2 separate regions of the Rattus norvegicus genome follow, and region 2 is linked to region 1. A link is a contact called in public Hi-C data. All regions are on one chromosome and are shown on one strand. Each heading gives the region's core, a stretch centred on a gene start, on an enhancer-like site or on the middle of the called end of the contact. The rest is flanking DNA. Distances are from core to core; before and after follow the strand shown.

Region 1 (5,752 bases), core at 902-3,401:
TCACACGGCACTCAGTTAGATCTCTCATAGTCTAGTTTCCATGTTTGCCTTGGAGTAATAACACATTTCTTTGCAGCAAGCTTTTATTTGAAGCTTGGAAAACCTTCCCAACCTCACCAGAAAGTGAATTAATTAATTCAGGCTCCTGGAAAATGGTAAGTTCCTTATTTTAATTCCCCTGTCCCCTGATGGAGTGGTTGTGGGGAGTAGAGACCCTAAACTCTCACGAGCGTGTAAGATTTTAAAACTTCTTTCTAAAGCACTTAACGAACAGTAGTTTCCCAGCTCAAACTTTGAAGAGGGTTTTCATGTAGATCATGTCGGTGGACCCTTATAGCCTTGTAGGGAGCCAGCTTTATAAAGACTCTTGGGTACCAGCCTCCTAGCAAGATGTGGGACAAACTAAACAAAACAAACTGGATGTAAAATGACCATTGCAGCTCGCCAGGTCTTGTGCGCTAAGCCTACTGCCATTACCATGTGGCCTTGACATTTATTTTCCTTTCAACAGTTTTACAAGTAAAGCATTAGAGACTTATCTCAGAAAACCCACTGTTTAGTCCTCCGACTCCCTCTTTCGATCAATGAAAAATTTGCATGAACAAATGAGGTGTTATAAATCTTACCATTTCTTGGACCTAGGTGTGTACTACTGTGTTGTGTTATATTTAATTAGGCCGCATTGGGTTAAATGTACTCGACTGGAAGACACTGAACTGGCTTCAGTTGGATTGGAGTAGAATGAGTTAGGTTGGGTTAGATTAGGTTGAATTAAGTTGGGCTGAATGGGATTGAATTGGGTTGGTTTACTGATCTCCGTGTGAATTAAGCAAGGCTGGATCCCAAATTTTTCCTGATTGCTTACATTCTGTGGTAACCAATACCCACCCACTGAATTCCACAGTAGCCAAAATGAGTGTGGCAAGAACACAGTGGGGCCCCACAAGCAAAGGACAGTACCACATTGTCTGAACACCAGCTTCAGGGACCCTCCTAGTTGGTCCCTTTCCGTAGGGACCCTCCTAGTTAGTCCCTTTCCTTAGCTGGCTCAGATTGCAACCAACCATCCAAGTTGCTTCCAAAGGGGACTAAGGAAGAGAGCCAAAGTCAGGGAGTTAAGAGCCAGAGATAGCAGGCAGAGCACTGGGAGGGGCAGAGCCAGGCAGCTGAGTTTGCATGCCAGCAAGCAATCTCTCAGAGTAGGAGAATCTGACTCCTGGGAAAGGCTGTGATCTGTTTTCCCTCCAGACTGGGGTAACTCGGTCAATGAAACTCAATCCTGAGTGGTTGTGACATAAGGTCATAGACAGAGGCAAGGCAATGTCAGAAGTTCATCTACATACAACAAGTGGGCTTGCAGGTGTGTGCAAAGAAGGCAGGAAGAAGGGGGGGGCAGAGCAGCCCTGGGGGAACTGGCACCCATTCTGATCAAAGAAGTGAACAGGTCCAGGGTTCTAAGCATCCGAGGAGGCCACAGTGAGTTAACTCTTTGTTAACCCTATCTGCTCACTGCAGAGAAACTGAGGCAGGAAACACACACACACACACACACACACACACACACACACACACACACACGTGCCCCAAATCCAGAGCTTCAGGGGAGAAAAGTTTAATCATTCTATAGTCGGTTGCTTTGGCTCTACGGGGGCTTGATGGAAGGAAGGTCAACTGCTTCTCTCCCTAGGGCTGGGAGCCAAGGTTCTAGCCCCACTCCCCTCCTATCTCCCACACAGGGAGGAGCTCCGCTGCTCTCACTAACACCTTAGCCCGTGGGTCTCCCCTGCTCCAGAAAATAGGAAGGAGAATGGAATCTTTTAAAGCCTCTAGTTATCACCATGAACTTGGCTTTTCTTCTCTCTTCTCTCTCCAATCTCATCTGTCTCTTAAGACAGAAATCTAATACATCTGTGTTCACTACAGCAGATAACCCCAGCTGCTGCTGCAGGCTGCACAAGACTGGAGGGAGGGGGCCTGGTTAGTGAGGTGTGTAGACGTGCATGTTTATTACATAAATGGCTATGAATGTATGCATGCATGCCTGCACCCACGTGCCTGTTCATTTGTGGTTTTCTGAAGCTGCTCTTTAAACCAGAGTGGAATCCACACTGAATCTTGCATCTCCTCCTGCAGCCAGTAGGTGGCAGAGCTGCAACAGGCCGCTGATTCCAGTCCTGTGGCATCAGGGTCAGGACTAGGAAGGGAGGACAAGTCCAAGTGAAACAAACCCCCCTTCAGCGCCTCCACCCTGAGGTGGCCTATGCAGACAGAGGTCCTAAGCAAGACGATTTGAAGGAGAGCTAGCCAAAACTCCTTCAAAATGTGTCTGTTTCTCTTGATTTCTTCTACCCTAGGTTTATCTAGAAGGGGAGACTTTGGTGGTGGTGGTTTTGCTGATATCTGTTTTATTTCTCTTTTGGTTTTCCACATCTGGGAAGCATGGATTTTAGACTGAGTGAACACCGGACCCTGCCTAGGGGGTTTGTGATAGTGCAGCTTCCCGAATCCCTTCCATTTGGAATATCATTCATTAGAATTGCAGGGACCAGGGAACTTTAACTTCAAATAAACACTTGTGGTGGTCTGTGTGCTGAGTCCAGGGAACCCTGATTAAGAAAGAAACCTGTAGTATACAGGGTCACCTAGGCCAGTTTTCAGGCCTGTGTCACTAGTACCCACATTCCTACAACTCACCCTGAGGTGGGGGCAGGGCTTCAACTCCAATTCTTAATCACTTTGTACTTTCCTCTGGTGCATTCCTGGGGTTATGAGACTACTGTCCTGTTAAGTAGGACTTAAGAGGACTACCTGTCTTCTAAGAAGAGTTTCTCACACTGCAGAGAGGGGGCCCTGTCACCCCCAACCTTGCTCCTGTGCCCTCCTCACGCTCCTGCATCCCTGGCCCCAACAGAGTCAACTGGCTTGGTAAGAGGTTCCATAGATGAGCTACCTGAAGCTGTGCTGACAGATATAGAATCAGGGCATCACCCTTCAAAGTCAGCAGAGCATGAGACCCAAACAAAAGCGTCACCCTCATGCTTGGGATAGCACAACACAGAGAGGCCCGGGAGACCATGTATCCCAGTTCACTCTGATGGCACTAACAGACGGTCCCAGACTACAGAAAGGCTTCTCACCAAGTGCTCAGGTTCCGAAGTATCAAGTCATGGTACCCAGCGGGGTCACATCTCTTGAAAGGACACTAGTGTCCTCCTCTTCCTACTTCTTGTGGCTGTTCAAAGCCTTGTTGTTGTCAACATCTTTCTTCCCCATGTGTCCCCATAATGGCTGCTTCCTTTGGCTTCTACAGATACTGTGATCCTGTCAGATTTCATCCTAGCTTGATTCCACCCATAAAGAGCTCATATCCAAGCCAGCCATTTTACACGACACCAGAAGTTAAGATTTCTCTTTTTCTTTTGGAGGACCGCAGTTCAACATGTAGCAGGCTAGAAACCAAAGAAGGATGTCTTTCACTTCTTCCCTTCTGTCGGCAAGAGGGGAACAGAGATGGGGGTCTCAGCATTCCCCCCTTTTCCTTCTCACTGGGTCAAGAGTTTCTTTTGGTGGGTACAGTATGCAAACCACATTCATATACAGCCTTCAGGACATCCTGGGTCAGAAGAATTTAAAGCAAGAAGCTTCAGGCTTCCGTGCTAGTGGTTCTGAGGGCCTGCCACTGTCCAGTGGCATTTGGGAACTCAACAGTAAGTCGAACTCTGTGGACTCAGAAGCTCAGAGGACTTAATCCATTAAGTTGCCTGCACTGAATAATCCTTGATGCTTTATTGTACTTGAAGAGATAATTTTAGTAGCGGAGGATATGAGAGTGCCCCCAGCAACGGCCAGCAACCAAACATCACTTATTGCCAAGATCTCCCCATCCTTCTGTGCTCCGTTGCAGGCATGCTCCTCCCTGAGGCCCTCTACATGGCCTCCTGTGGGCAGCCTGAGAATGTCTACTCCTGTGATCACAGCCTGCCTTCTGTCTCTTTTTACCTGGCTGCCCTCATACATACTTGCCTGTCCTCACCTCCCTCCATCACTTTGTCTTGACAGAGAGGAAAGCTTGCCAGGGGTTGGTTAAGTTAACTCTGCTCACACACAAAACAAACTGTTATATTTTTTTTCCTATCTGCCAAGCTGCTGAAGGCAAGAATGTCAAGCCCAGGGTGTGCGTGAACATAAGATCTACAGTTATCCTAGCGTGTCTGAGTTCTAAGCAAGCGTTTGTTGTTGTTGGGTTTTTGTTTTGTTTTTAAAACCATGGTCTAATTCCCAGGGAGCTGCCAGTGGCAACCTCTTGGATGTGCTTTATGCCAGCAGTGACAGTCTCTGTACACACTGCCTGATCCAGGGGATGAACAACTACTATGAATAAGAGATGATGGGCCATCCCTGGCATCTGCTCATATTTGTGATCCCCTGGAAAAGCTGTTTCCCCGCCACCTTAGATGCTGGTATGTGCCTGTCTGCACACAGAGCTGCAGGCAGGCAGAGAGATAGACATGAAGGGGGTTTGGAGGACAGGTGTTAGTACCTGGTAAATGCTCAAGAAATAAAAGCTATTCCGGTGGGGAGGTGAGGAGGGTTACAACAAAGTCTTCTGCAGAGATAGGATGCATGCACTAAAAGTGTAGGCGTATGTGCGTGCCTGGGCACACTCATGTACGGGGATGGGAAAACCCCTAGCATAGTCCCAAGTCCCTGGGAACTCTGCCCAGTCTAAACATGCACAAGAAAGGAAGCCGTGGAAGGAGAAAGGGAGGAGGGATATTAGAAATACAGAGTACCGTGCAAATAGAAGCTCTTGGCAGATTTGAATCCAGTGTTTCCATCTTTTAGATCTGAAGCACAAACCAGGGATAGTCATAGTAGAATCATTGTTCAGTCAAAATGAACACAGAGAGGGGATGGGGTTTCAAAGAGACTGTGTGAAGAATCTAGACATCTTCACAGGCAGGCACTTTGGTCTGAGACCCCAATTTGCATAGAATCTATAAGCCGGACAGACAAGGGCTTGCTTGAGTTTAGCTTCCTTAAAAAGGCTGCCCGAATTATTTCCATTCCATCCACATCAGGATTCGAGAGAAGTATGTACCACACAGCAAGAGGGCACACGGTGGGGAGGAGGGGGGTGGTGGTGGAGAGACAGCTCAGTGGTTAAGAAAGGTACTACTCAGGATCAAAGTTTGATCCCCGGCACCCATGTGGACAGCTCACAGCTATCTGTAACTCCAGTCCCAGAGAGATCTGATGCCTCTGGCCTCAGAGGCTACCAGCAATCACATACCCACACCCCGCACTCCCCCAAGACAGACAGTCAGACACACACACACACACACTCACACACACACACACACACACACACACACACACACACACACACACACACACGAGTAGTTGGGTGTCCTGACCACAGCTCCCTCTTAGTGACTCTGATGACATTTCAATCCCCAAAGCACACCTAAGAAGCAGAGTCTCCCCACCTCTCCTGCTTCCGGAGGCTGGAGACAGCATCTCCTTGCCTTTACTTCTTAAATACCTCACCTAGCATACGCATTTTTTATGTTATTGTGACCTGTTCTGTATTGCGGGCTTAGGAAGTCATTGAGTCACTCTGAAACAAGAAGAGATGCTTAGGAGGAAAAGGATGTCACAAAATCCCGAGGCTCCATTTTCTGTGATGTTCAGGGTCATTCAGGGGGAGAGGCACAGTCAGTCCCCCCACTGCTCTCATTTGTCTTCTGAA
Region 2 (5,664 bases), core at 3,023-5,522, 260 kb after region 1:
TGGACCAAGTACGGCACAATGGAGCCTCCAGGGCAATTACCCTTATCATGTGCATCTCCCAAACAGCCCTTTGATTTATTAGCACGATGTCTTTTTTAAATACCGCTCTTAAATATAAATAACACTTAATCATCCAGCTGTCGTTAAATTCATGTTATATTGATTTCTGTGGAGCGCTGCAAATTTGAGGGCAAATGGGCTGGTGGATCCCAGCACAAAGCTGGAAGGTGGATGGGCAGGGAGGAATGGGGCTTTGGAGGAGGAAAGGAGGTGTCAAGGGAAAGAAATGAACCCTGCACAGCTGCCCAGGGTCTGAACTGGTTTCCCATCAGGAAGCCCTGGACACAAATAAAGAGGAAAGGAGAGGGTGACACACTGGGCGCAGAGTAATAGAGGTCAAGATCACATCACAGTAAGCTCAGAGTATTCACCCCATCACAGCCAGAGAAGCACTCCAACAGGTCTCCAATGTGTATTGTCTGTACGGTGCCTTCTCCTGGTAAGACTGGGCTAAAGCCGCTAAGAAATGCCCCCTAGCTGGCTAGGAGGAGAGATGCTTCTATAATTTCTTTCCATCAAAGCCCAGTAATACCTAGGAGCTCAGAGCAGTTACTAACCCAACCCCCTGAGCTCTCTCCCCAGGATAGGAATGCTGCCACCTTAGGAACCCCCCCACTTAATTCCCAGCATCCTTCCTTGTGATTAAAAGGATCTGTAGGCCAAGTGTAGGCAGACTGGGCCATGCAGATTTGCCTGTCTGCAGGGAGCAGGGCTGGAGTAGAATAGAGAAAGGAAAGGAGACCGGAGCAAATTGGCTGCCTAGGAGCAAAATTCCTCCCTAAAACATTTTCAGGGCTGGAGGGGCCATGCAGGATTTAGTAAAGAGGCAGATCAGATCATGGGTGATCCATGCCTGGTGTTCACAGGCATGTTTCCAGAACAACCTCCAGCTTAATGAGGTTGATCAAAAAGAAGCATTTGTGTCTGGGCCTTTTCTAAATCGTGCAACCGAGCGCCTTCCAGTGCAGACCAGAGAACTTAAAAGTCCATGGAAGAATGGTAGAGCAATGATATCGTGGTATACTCCAGGGATGGGCAAAGGAGCCAGGAAATTTAAAAAGCAAAATACATACACAGATGTTAATTACTGTCGATCTTTTCCTAGAAACCAATGGCGAGTGCAGAAAGTGTGCAGATTGCTTTGAGCTCCAGTGCTTAGCTTAAAACCGGCACAGTGATAGTTGACCTTGCATTAAAATGACAGATCCTGAGGCTGCAGATGTATGCAAAAGGGAAGAGAAAGGAGCAGAAGTCTGTTGTGGGATGATCTGCGGCCCAGCCTCCTGTCCTCACAGGTCTGTGAGGGAATGCCTCTCTGAGAGATACTCCCTGTCACTGTAATTCTGTTTGTTACAAGACCATGTGCCACAGCCATATGCATGCGTATACAGGTCCTCCCCATCCACACACTCCAAGTGTGTGCATGCCAAAACGTGCCAATGTTTGTCACAGCCCAGAAGTCAGACGTGGACACCCCGTCACCTGTGCTTGTACAAGCTGACTGCACTTGGCAGGGCTCTAAGAATGCCTGTGTACAGCCGGACGTGTACACACCCACCATTCCTAAAAAGAAAATAATGTTTCTTTGCGATCTGCGGTCTCCCCATTGTGAAGAGCTTTCCTTTATTCCGGCTTATACCCTTTTCAGTCAATCAAAGGGCAGCTTACACTACACAACAGGAATTGAGTTTCCCTCCTGGGTCATCTGCTCTCCACCCAAACCTAGCCAAAGACTTGGGGGGTGTGTGAGATCTACTCTCTTATAAAGAGGATAGAAACAATTCCCATTTTTGCCAGGATGCCAAAAACAGCCAACCAACCACAAAATACCACAAAGGGACAGCTATAGGAACATAGAAACTTGCTATATATGTATTCAAGCCTGAAATAATGATTTATTTAAATCTTCTATTCTTCTCCTTGCAAAAATTGAGCCCCAAAGGAAGTCTCTCTTAGACTCTAATAAGGGAGCCATAAAAAAGCCCTTTGGAACTTCAACCACCCTCATCCATTCTAGGAAGTTTCAAAATGAACAGGATCTGAAAGTGGGGTGGTGGAGGCAGGGAGCTCTGGGGAAGTACAACTTAAACCATTGGTTTTTGGAGAGCAATCCTGCACTCAGAGGATCTAGACTCTGGGTTACACTACTAGCCTATCATACTTGGATACACTAGTAGACCAAATACGTTATAAAGTGAATATGGCATATTCACAGTCCTTTCTCTGTTAGTCTAAATCCGTCTCTACTCTCCCTCCTAGTTCGTGTTCTCAGACACACACCCCAAAAGACATGTGACAGGTGTTAACTAAAGGCACAGGGGGAAGTCGCCTCACATGCACAGAGGGTAAGGAAGTGAGGGGTTGGCTGCAAACATGTGCCCCTTAAGCCCTGTCTGCTTGTTGTCTACCAGTGACTGGCAACGCAAATAAGGTCTGATCCTCCTTAAAGGACCGCAGCATCCTCCCTAGACAAGGAACACTCCTCTAGCTTTGATGTCAAAGCCCCTCCCTGCCTGAAATCCCAGCGCATTCCGGGGAAGCAGTGCCACGCTTCGGAAAGGCGTGTGTGCTGCCTTTACCGGGGAATCGCAGAGTCTGTTCCTTATGCGCCGCCCTACAGAACTGCAGCCCCAGTTGCCTATGTGGCCTCCTCCCAGGCGCCCGGTCACCAAGATCTCTAGATCTCTGCCCTTTCAATATCTCTCTGCCTTTCTCCTATTTAAAAAAAAAAAAAAGAAAAGAAAGAAAGGGGAAAAAATCTCCGAGTATTCAAAAAAAGCTAAGGGGACAATTGCACTGGGCGGGTCTCGTAAGACCTCCCATGACTTCTCCTGTCTTATAAAAACCAGTTAGGAAATGAAAGGAACTAGAAACAGCAAAATCGCTCCCTCATGCTACCAGGCTGGATAGGAGAGTCAGTCATTTAACTGAATCCCACCCTGAAAGTCCTGGGGAAGAGAAGTCTAGGTCCGGAAAGGAGAAGAACACGGGAAATCCCTGCTCCGACTGCGATGCACCTACGCGGGTGTCCAGGTGGGACGTGGGCAGGTGCGTGAGCGCAGTGTGTGCATGTGTGTGTGTATGTGTGTGTGCGCGCACGCGATTTGTGTTTTGCGTGTGTGTGTGTGTGTGTGTGTGTGTGTGTGTGTGTGTGTGTGTGTGTAGTGGGCTGCCTCGGAGCAGATGAGGACTCCGGGACCGGACTCGGCACCTCCGCCCGCTCTGCCCAGCTGGCCCTGCGCCCGGCCGGCGGCTCCTTACCTGGAAGCGCGGCGTTTCCCTCCTTCAGCCCCAGCGCCGCATTGACACTGCAGATGGTGCCTGTACCGCTGCCTCTCGCCCTCCTCTGAACGTGTGCGTGTGCGCGCGTGTGGCTGCCTCCTCCAGCCCCAGCCCCGAACGCAAATACTCCACCAAGGCACGGGGAAGCCACGAGCAGCAGAGAAAAACGGAGGGGGCCAAATCAGAGCCTGCCGGGCTTGACAGCTCCTCTTGCAGCGTCCAAGGTGGGCGTAATGTCCAACAAAAAGGTCAGAAAATGTAGATCAATTCCAAGCACCCCTATCCTCCATCCAGCCCCGGAGCCCAAGCAACGACAGCGGTGGCTCTCAGGGGCTGCGGCGGCGACGCGGGGCTGCCCCCCTTCGTCCCCACCCCCGCGGGCTGAATGTCCTTGATGCCAAGCGGGCACGGCGGCGTCACTCCGCGCCGCCCATGCTAGCCGGGTCGGGCCGCTGCCCGGGCGCGGCGGCGAGTACGTTGGGGACCCGCCGGGGAGCGCTCTGCGAGCCTCTGCGCGTCTCCCTGGGCAGTGACGGCCACCCCCTGGCAGCCCAGGGCTGACTGCGCCGCTGTTGCTCCCACCCCTGGCCGGGGACTAGCCGGGCAGTGCCCAGGGGCCGGGGCTGGGGGGCCTCGGAAGCCGCCAGCAGCTCCCTGGGGAGGCGCGGAGCTGCGGTGGTAGCAGCGACGGCGGCGGCTAGCGCTGCGGCGGCCAAGAGTGCGGCCGTGGTCCAAGCCGAGCCTCCCAGGCGCGTCCCCGGCCCCCCGGGCGGACTGCTAGCAAAGTTTGCAGGGGGCAGGGAGCGGGGCCGCCTCTGGCTCGGCCGCCGCCGGAGCTCCCGGGCTGCCTGCTGCCGCCGCGGCTCGCTGCTGCTGTGCATTGAAGCCCGGCCAAGCGCTGCAAAACTCCAGCTGCCTGGCGCTCTCTGGGTCCTCCTCTCCTCCCTCCCGCCCTCCCTGCTTCCCTTCCTCCCTCCCTCTCCTCGCCTCCTCCCCTCCCCGCCGCCCGCGGCCCGCCGCCGCCGCCGCCGCTGCCGCCGCCGCCGCCGCCGCTCCCTCTCTGGCTCGCTAGCTGGCTCGGAGCTCGCGGCTGACATCTAGACCCAGGTAGAGCGGCCGGCAGAGGGGGCAGGGGGCGCTTCCCCGCACGCTGCCGCCACTGGCCTGCCCGGTTTCCCCAACGTGGACTTCTGCAGAAGGGGGTGCCCTGGGTCTTCATGACTTTCTCGAACCACCCTGGCGATGGAGACACAGGGCAGAGTGGTGCATATATGGTGGCACCAAGTGCACTTGGATTGGAGCATACTCCCAAACAGGCATGTGGGTGTAGGTGGTCAGAGGCACTTCTGTGTGTTCCTAACAGACACCAACCAAACATATATCCACTCTCAACCTAGAATCCTCGTCCAACCCCACCAACCAAGGTAATCCTACACAGAGCACTAGAGGATGCCCAAGTCCAAGGTTTCTTCTAGTCCTGGGACAGAAATAAATGGCCAATGCCACAGAGCTTGCTGGGTAACCTGATCTGTCCAGAGCTGACCTTGCTTCTCTAACTCTGAAGCCCTAGGTCCTGGGTCATGTCCCAAACACAACCCAGACATTGCTAACGTCAGAGTACTTTCAGAAGTCAGAAGGAAGAAATCCTGAAGTTGCTTAAGTTGAAACAGCATCTGGCAGGCAGACAGGATACAAGGTACAGGTGAGGACAGGAAGTAGGCAGAACTACTTAGAATATCTCTACAAAGACCTCCCCCCATTAATGGGCCAACCATCAAAACAAATAAATAAAAATAAAACAATTTTTCAAAGGATGCACACCTACTTGTCCACCCAACCTTGTATGCTAAGCTCAAGAAAATGGCACTGTCAGCCATGTCCAGGAAGACTAGCCATTCATCAAAGGAAGACCTTTCAAGACAATGGTTTGGGGTTTCTAACCCACTCTCCCATGCTACTTCTTCAACTTAACTTTCCTCAACCTCAGTAACTTCCTGTGAATAACTGTCCCTCCCAACCAAACCTCTCAGAACCTGCTTATTAGGAGCGTGTTAACTGCGGTATAAATTCCTATATATAGGGGTTATATTTTCACAGAAATCAAAGTTATAAACTGGGTAGATTCTGAAGGGAGCTATGAGATGACAAGGTAGACAAGCCCCGGGGCAGGTAGCACACGTGGGTCGGGTTCGACTTACCCACCCAGGACCTTGTTGAAAGTGCTCTCACCAGAAGGAGGCAATGAATCAAGTGTAAGCATGAAGAAGCCAGACATTTCTCTAGTTAAAGGGTGTTCCAGGAGACAGCATGGAGCCCTGGTGT

What was found. A called contact is a pair of places that touch in the nucleus more often than the background predicts.
Region 2: a contact with region 1 is called in a Hi-C map of Schwann cells, with 12 times the contacts expected there. The contact joins the promoter of Plxna4 here to the enhancer-like site in region 1. A contact is called at or near these places in 10 of 12 Hi-C or Micro-C datasets (the A7r5 cell line, Schwann cells, frontal cortex and 6 more) and 1 of 1 datasets of contacts at active chromatin or transcription factors (oligodendrocytes).

What each region holds. Positions count from the first base shown.
Region 1 is chr4:61,868,475-61,874,226 of GRCr8, forward strand. All of the region lies in intron 3 of Plxna4 (plexin A4), which reads right to left. Among named protein-coding and RNA genes, the nearest start is that of Plxna4, 260 kb to the right of the region's middle. Within about 2 kb of position 2,152, at least 5 of the 93 cell types and tissues checked have an H3K27ac peak or open chromatin away from gene starts, as enhancers often do. A contact at or near this core is called in Schwann cells, where this site is marked.
Region 2 is chr4:62,125,173-62,130,836 of GRCr8, forward strand. Plxna4 (plexin A4) reads right to left here and starts at 4,273. Exons shown (of 32, transcript NM_001107852.3): 1 at 3,322-4,273.